Linked DNA regions of Rattus norvegicus: region 1 is linked to region 2. Evidence: chromatin contacts called from public Hi-C data. All regions are on one chromosome and are shown on one strand. Each heading gives the region's core, a stretch centred on a gene start, on an enhancer-like site or on the middle of the called end of the contact. The rest is flanking DNA. Distances are from core to core; before and after follow the strand shown.

Region 1 (3,800 bases), core at 293-2,792, 58 kb after region 2:
AGAGAAATATAGCATAGTCTTTGGAGTGTTTGCTGATCAGGCATGAAGTCATGAGATCAATCCTCAATGCTGAGTAGACTGGGCTTGGTGGTACATGCATAAAATCCCAGAAATCAGAAGGATCAGAAGTCCAATGTCATCTTCTGACACATAGTAAGTTTTAAGCCAGGCTGTGCAAAAGAAAACAAAACAAAACAAAAAAGAAGTAGTACGATGGGTTGGTCCTGTGTCTTGTATTTCTGTCAAGTAAATATACAAGACTGAAGCACATATAGTAGTTGATCTATTAAATAATTGGGTGGATTCAAAGACATCTTTTGAGCATTCCCTATTTTGCAATCACTGTCTAGGCACTGGGATTCTAATATAATAAACGGGTAGTGACCAGTGCTAACTGTGAGACAGCCAGAGATGAAACATAGGAACAGCAAAACAGCAAAGAGAAAGCCCTTGGGAGGTGGTGGTGGTGGTGGTGGTGGTGGTGGTGGTGGTGGTGGTGGTGGTGGTGGTGTGGTGGTGGTGGTGGTGGTGTGGTGGTGGTGGTGGTGGTGGTGTGGTGGTGGTGTGGTGGTGGTGTGGTGGTGGTGGTGGTGGTGGTGGTGGTGGTGTGGTGGTGGTGGTGTGGTGGTGTGGTGGTGTGGTGGTGTGGTGGTGGTGGTGTGGTGGTGGTGGTGGTGGTGTGGTGGTGTGGTGGTGTGGTGGTGTGGTGGTGGTGGTGGTGTGGTGGTGGTGGTTGTGTGGTGGTGGTGGTGGTGGTGTGGTGGTGGTGGTGTGGTGGTGGTGGTGGTGTGGCGGCGGCAGTGGTGGTGGTGTGGTGGTGTGGTGGTGGTGGTAGTGGTGGTGGTGTGGTGGTGTGGTGGTGGTGGTGTGGTGGTGGTGGTGGTGGTGGTGTGGTGGTGGTGGTGGTGGTGGTGTGGTGGTGGTGTGGTGGTGGTGTGGTGGTGGTGGTGGTGGTGGTGGTGGTGGTGGTGTGGTGGTGGTGGTGTGGTGGTGTGGTGGTGTGGTGGTGTGGTGGTGGTGGTGTGGTGGTGGTGGTGGTGGTGTGGTGGTGTGGTGGTGTGGTGGTGTGGTGGTGGTGGTGGTGTGGTGGTGGTGGTTGTGTGGTGGTGGTGGTGGTGGTGTGGTGGTGGTGGTGTGGTGGTGGTGGTGGTGTGGCGGCGGCAGTGGTGGTGGTGTGGTGGTGTGGTGGTGGTGGTAGTGGTGGTGGTGTGGTGGTGTGGTGGTGGTGGTGATGGTGGTGGTGGTGTGGTGGTGGTGGTGTGGTGGTGGTGGTGGTGGTGTGGCGGCGGCAGTGGTGGTGGTGTGGTGGTGTGGTGGTGGGGGTGATACAGGCTGAGGGGTGTCTAAATCAGATGGAGTGAGATGCCGGCTAAATGAGGAAAGCGGCTCAGAAGCCAAGAAGGGAGAGTTGTGTAATTGGTTATCAGCAGTGTCAAATTCTGTACGTAGGTCAAGGAGCATCACGATGGAGGCTTGCCATTTGGTTTTGGCAGTGAGCGTGTTACTGGAGACCTTGGCAAAGCTAGCTTCTGGGAAGTGGCGTGGGTAGGAGCAGCACTGGATCGGGTTCAGGAGCGTTTTCACGGAGGAACTGAATGCCTCTGGTGCACTCTAGGAGTTGGGAGAGGAAGGGGAGGGAAGCAGTTGTTAGAGGGTGCTTGTATTTCTTGAGGCTGGGGCTATGCGAATCTCAACAGGAACCACAGTAGCGGGTCCCCCCACCCCCACCCACACCCCCGACGGCGCGCCCCACCCCGCCCCCTCCTACTATTTTGTGAAAAACTTAGCTTTCATTAGCAATAAGGAACTACTATTTCCATATGAAGTCCCTTTTGTTGAGCTTGTTTGCTTTCTGCTACCTGGCTGTGAGTCACTGACCCTGCACTCAAGTCAGCAGATTCTATTTGGAGAGTCTTGGAGATGGTGGGGAAAGTTGATGAAAATGTTGACAAAAACATTTACTCTCCCTGTTCGCCGAACACCTGTGTGTACTCGCTTTTCTTTCTGTCTACTGACTGTTAGCCTCAGAGCAGGCAAATCCCACCGTCTGAGCAAAGTACGGGGAAGTTTCGTCTTCTGGAGCTAAATGTTCACGACACACAGGAAGAAGTCATAATACTTTCTATTTTGGTTTCCATTCATCTGAAAAGACTTATAAAGAGAAAAGTAGTTCTGCAAATGCCAGCCTCAATTAAAATGCTAAATACACATTGTAGCTTTACCGCCGCTGCCAGAGGGAATGTGTCCAGCGTGACCAGCCACCTGTTTCCCTTTATAAGAGCTCAAGATGGGCTGCCTCTTCCAAGGTACTCCTCCCTGACACCAAATAGCAGCGTGACGAGGAATCAAAAGTCATCGGCAGCAGAGATCTACTTACCAAGAAATGACACTCAGCAAGGTCATCTCTGGGAGAGGGCATTTTAGCCGTTAAAGTTGACCAAGGCATTGGGGCTTTTCCCGGGCTTAATAAAGCATGGGAGGTGACGTGTAAGGGCTAGAAATGCCGACGTTTCCAGCCTGATCAAACATGTATGCCAAACTGGCTGAGGATGTTGGAGCAGAGAGCAACAGCTCGTGGTCTGTGATGACTTAGCTAGACACAGGGAAGGTCGAGGTCGCAGAACTAGAAACTTAAGAATCAGTTATGTAACAGGTTAAAGTTGCAGTCGGGCGAGAGAGTCATTGTGACCTGGGTTCTAATGATAGCTGGGTCGTTTTCTGTTTTTTTTTTTTTTTTTTTTGTTGTTGTTGTTGTTGTTTTTAACCTATGAGACAAAGTCAGAAGACTTAAGTTCTAAGCTGCAGCCTGCTCGCCTGAGAAACGCAAAGAATACAAGTGCTTAGCTCAGTGGTATTTTAAGGATGAAATGACGGAAGATACAGCTTCTCTTGGAACCAGCGAGACCTTCTATAATGCTTCCTAAGTAACGGCTAAAATTTCCTAGAATTAAGCATCCTCAATTTCTTATTGATCAGAAAAACACAAAACCAAACCAAACCAAACCAAATCATTATCATTCAGCTAAAAATACGACAGCTCATCAGGGCACATGCTGATAATCCCAGAATTTGGAAGGCAGAAGCCGGAGGAGTTAAGGGAAAGCCAACTTGAGCTGCAGGGTGAGAAGCTGTCTCAAAAATCAAACAGACAACAGATAGGAATGACAGAGTATGTGAAAATAAATATAAGAAACAGCTTGTTGTGGAAATCCTACCTTTTTTAAAAAAAATTATATTTTATTTGTTGTGAGTGTGAGCCTAAGGGACACATTTGTCCTACGTAGCCTGTAGAGCTCAGAAGACAACTGACCTGTGTGACCTTGGTTTGCTCCTACAACTGGCTTCTGGAGATTAAACTCAAGTTGCCAAGGTTACACCTTTACCTTCTGAGCCACCTCGACAAGACAACCTAGTGGAATCTCTTTTTAAACAATGCTGATACTCCTAAAAGAAAAATACAGAGAGCATTATAAAATTCAATTTAATCTGAAGAGATTGAAGCAAGAGCATTTTAATTGGCAAATAGAAGCCAGAAAGATAAGCCTAATGTTATAAAAGTTTTACTCACTTCTAAAATTTAATACTATTCTCATTTTATTAATGCGAAATAAAATTGTGTCTATTAAATGTAAAATTAGCTTTATTATATGTATAAAGAGTCTCGTTGTTCTTGTATAAATGAATAGCAATGAAATATTCCCAAGTATCTTCTATAGGGCATATTAGTAACGCTTATATAATAACCATGTCCTCTCCACCTTCCAGATGTTCTCCAAATAACTTGGTGGCATGAACACTTC
Region 2 (3,782 bases), core at 839-3,338:
TGCTCTTAAAACTGGAGGAGTCAGAGGAGCCCTGGCCTCATCCACAAACATTTCTCCATTGCTAACCCACAATTATTTTCAGGTATCTCAATTACAAAAATCCAAGTTCTGCAAAGTTTGGAAACTCAGATTTCTAAGTCTTCTCGTAGGCATGAAAGCTGGTTTTCAACTACCTGTATATAAGCAGCAACCGAAGCCCTCCTTAGAGTTTTGAAGTATACTTTTTAAGGATATTTTCTTCTCGCTCCTTGTACTTTAAGTGTGGAGTCTTCCCAGTACAGTATAGAACAGGCTGGGGTGAGGCTCCAGTTTGCAGGTATTGCCTGCGGCATGACTGACTCTCCTTTGTCTCTACTAAGTCCTACACAGAAAGTTCCTGTTGGATCAATTAAACCCTATGGACAAACTGCTGGGCCAAACCAGGGCAACTCACTTGGAAGGGGAAGATTTCAACATTTTCCCAGGCTGCAGCCACTCTTAGGGGCCATGCATGTGAAGCACCCACCGTTTGCTTAAAAAGTCGACTCCGTCTCTTAGACAAAGGTGGCAACCTGATGATTAAACACTGGATAATTGCATCTGGAAGATGCCGCCCACTTGCTAAACCCATGATTCACTAATAAGCGGGTTCAATGTAATTCATAACTCTAAAGAATGAATTACCGAAGTCCCTGCTTTACAAAACCCAAGAGATAGACTACACATCGTTTAAGCATACACACAGACAGACAGACACACAGACACTCCAATCTTGTTTTACTTTTAGACTGTCTCTCTTTCTCTAAAAACACTGTTTTCGCTCAGTGTCACAATCAGTTACAAGAGCAGACAAACTCCAGCCTGGTGCCATCAAAAAAAAAAGAGTTAAAAGTTCTTGCACCTAACAATGTCCGGACTTCCCTCTAACTAAAATGATCCATTAATTTAAAAAAGTAAAGTATTTTAACGTAAAATTACCTAACGTTTCATACTTCGTTTGCGACCGCCAGAATCCAATTAAATTTCTGACATGATGGAAGGTAGAAACTCGTGGAATGCCTCAGAGATCAACATGTGTCAGACTCACTGCCTGTCCGCCTTTTAAACACAGTGGATTCCTTTGTTCCTTCCGTCTGAATATCAACTCCTGATTAAAATTTGGAAACTACTTTGGGAAGGATGGGAGGGTCTAGGGGAATGTTTCCGCGGAAGAGGGTTTCTTCTAGCAACAATAGTAGTAAGGAGGACAGTGGCACCAGAGAGAAGAGCAGTCTCTCAGGACTTCACCAGGCTCACCCGAGTGAACCCCTCTCGGATGCTGGGGGAACTGGGCTGAGGCCTCGGGTGCAAGGGGCCTCGCCCTCCTCGGCAGGCGGGGAGCTCGTGCCCAGCAGGCCGGGCCTGGGGCTCAGCGCTGTCCCTTCTCCGAGTCACTTTTCCCGGCCGGGAATCGGCGAGCACCGCGCAAGGGAGAAACCGGCGATAGGCGGGGAGCTGCGCGGGCGCCACCGCGAGCACCGCTGGGCGGCAGGACCGAGCGGGGCTGCAGCCAGCGCCCGGGGCTCGGGGCCAACGGGGGCAGCCGGGCGGGCGGGCGAGCTCGACCCGGGCCCCGCGATCCGGCCACCCGCGTGGGTCCCGGCGCATTACACCCAGGGCGGCTGCGCCCCTCGCGCCAAGGCTGGCACGGACGAGCCCGCGGCTGGGAACTCCACAACTTGGCGGCTGCGCCGGCCGGGCCCGCGAGTTCCCGGGGAGAGCCGGAGAGGGGCGCGGCGGCGCGCTGTCCCCGGGATCCGTGTCCCTGGAGCCCCCCGCGGGCCTCCCCCGGCCTCCGCCGCCTCCACGGGCCGCGCACCCAGGCCGTGCCCGGGCGGCTCGGCGTCCGCTCAGCGAGCTCCGCACGGAGCCCGGGCCGCGATCGCCACTCACCGAGGCCGCCGCGGCTCCGGGCCGCCGATCCGCGTCGCTCCCTCCTTCCCAGGTTAGCCGTGCCCTGCGGCCGCGCGAGGCCACGGGCGCTGCGCACCGGCGGGCTGGGGCCGGCTCGTCCTCCGCCTGCGCCGCGGTCGCCGTCGCCTCCCGAGTTCGGGGCTCTGCTGCAATGTCTGCGAGGCTGACTTTGAGCGCCTCGCTCGCCGCCCGCCCGCCGCAGCCGCGCTCCTCCCTCCGCCGCCGACTTCGCGGCGGCCGGGTCCCTCCCCTCGCTGCTCCACGCCATTCAGCTCTTCAGCCAAGTTTCTTAACCCTTTTCTGCCCCTCCCTCCCATTGTCACCCGGGCGGAGCGCGCACCCGGCGGCTTGCCGGAGCCCGGGAGCCCACCCGGCGTCTGCAGGCCTTCTCGCCGGTGCTCCGGGTGGGGGTCCGGGTCTGAGCGGCCTTGAAGGCAGAGGGAGGACGCGGTTGAACCGGAGAAGGGGGGTGCTTTGCTCCCCGAGCCGGCGCCCTGGCTTCCCAGCCGCGTCCAGCCAGCCGCCTGGACAGATTCCCCGCTAGGGGCCAGGCGATAGCCCATGTCACCCTTGCGGGGGCAAACGCTGGGGGCACCAAAGGGGAGTCGGGGCGCCTTAACCCTACCCCAGGTTCCCCACCTAAGGGCTGGCACCTTAAATGTCTCCCTTTCTCCCGTTTCAACCCACAAATACGCGTTCTCTTGGAGCCCTTTACCCACCCTCAATTTTCCACCTCCTTGAAATCTGTGTCCCGCTTAAATTCCGGAAGCCACGGCGCTATAACTCTAGGTCATTTTGACCCCATCCTCAGCACCTAGTAGGACCCAGTAATAAATATGGCATGATTGCAAGCGGAAAACTGGGAAGGAGACCTGAGGAGTGCACAGCTCAGCTCCCTAGACGGACGCAGGACCCAGGAACCTGGTTTATCTTCTGCTGCTTTGTCACTGCGAAGTCTCCAGTAGGGTCTGCCCGCCAATCTGCACCACCCCCAGGAAGGATCTGACCCAACAGGACTAGAAGATGGGCTGGCACTTCTTTAAGCAGCTCTGCTGGGTTCAGAGTCTCAATAAATAACAATTACATCACGGAGCCAGGGTGGCAGTGCAGCGAAACCTGGGTTTCCTGCAGCCTGGTCTTGCTGAACCCGCCTCTGAATTTGAGGGGGGCTAACAGATTGGTGAGGCTAGAAAGTGGAGGGAGGAGAGAAAAAGACGAAACCGTGATCTCTTCCTCTCCTTGTGTTTTCTGCTTTAAAATCCTATTCTCTCTACTCCCTTCATATGTTACTTGTGAAGCCTCCTTTTAACGCTCCCCCTACCCCAGATGTCACGTTTGTTTTTGACTCTAGCATCTTGCCATGAAAAGAATCATTTGCAGAAGTTGTTTTCGCTTGACATAAAAAAAAACAAAAACAAAAACAAAAAAAACAAAAAAACCACTCTAAAGTACATCTTTGGTTCACCCTAAACTCTGAAGTGCTATGCCTGTGTTAAAATACTTACTGACTAAGACAATTTTGTGGATGAAGCTGTCTACTCTCATACACACGTTTTCATATTCTTAGGAATTTCGGTAGCCTTCGGAAGCAGTTATTGATGTACACCGAAACCAAAAATTATCCAAGGGACCCCACTGTGTTCTTTACTGTTATATAATAGCTCTATAGCTATTTTTCCGATTTTTCAAATGAGCAGGGTCTGGAGTATGTTCCCAATCTTTAAAGTAAAGGCAATTTTTCAAATTAATTCTTCATAAAGCTATACCCTAGCTCAGTCCTGAGCGCATGCTAGAAGTATTTTTGCTTAATGCTGATAGTACATATTAAAATACTCTCTCTTCTCCTAGAG

Evidence for each region. A called contact is a pair of places that touch in the nucleus more often than the background predicts.
Region 1: a Hi-C map of liver shows a contact between it and region 2, with 3 times the contacts expected there. The contact joins the enhancer-like site here to the promoter of Nrip1 in region 2. A contact is called at or near these places in 2 of 12 Hi-C or Micro-C datasets (liver and mammary epithelial cells).

What each region holds. Positions count from the first base shown.
Region 1 is chr11:28,523,334-28,527,133 of GRCr8, forward strand. No RefSeq gene overlaps it. Among named protein-coding and RNA genes, the nearest start is that of Nrip1, 59 kb to the left of the region's middle. Within about 2 kb of position 1,543, at least 12 of the 93 cell types and tissues checked have an H3K27ac peak or open chromatin away from gene starts, as enhancers often do. A contact at or near this core is called in liver, where this site is marked.
Region 2 is chr11:28,464,324-28,468,105 of GRCr8, forward strand. It overlaps Nrip1 (nuclear receptor interacting protein 1), which reads right to left and starts at 2,089. Exons shown (of 4, transcript NM_001100560.2): 1 at 1,912-2,089.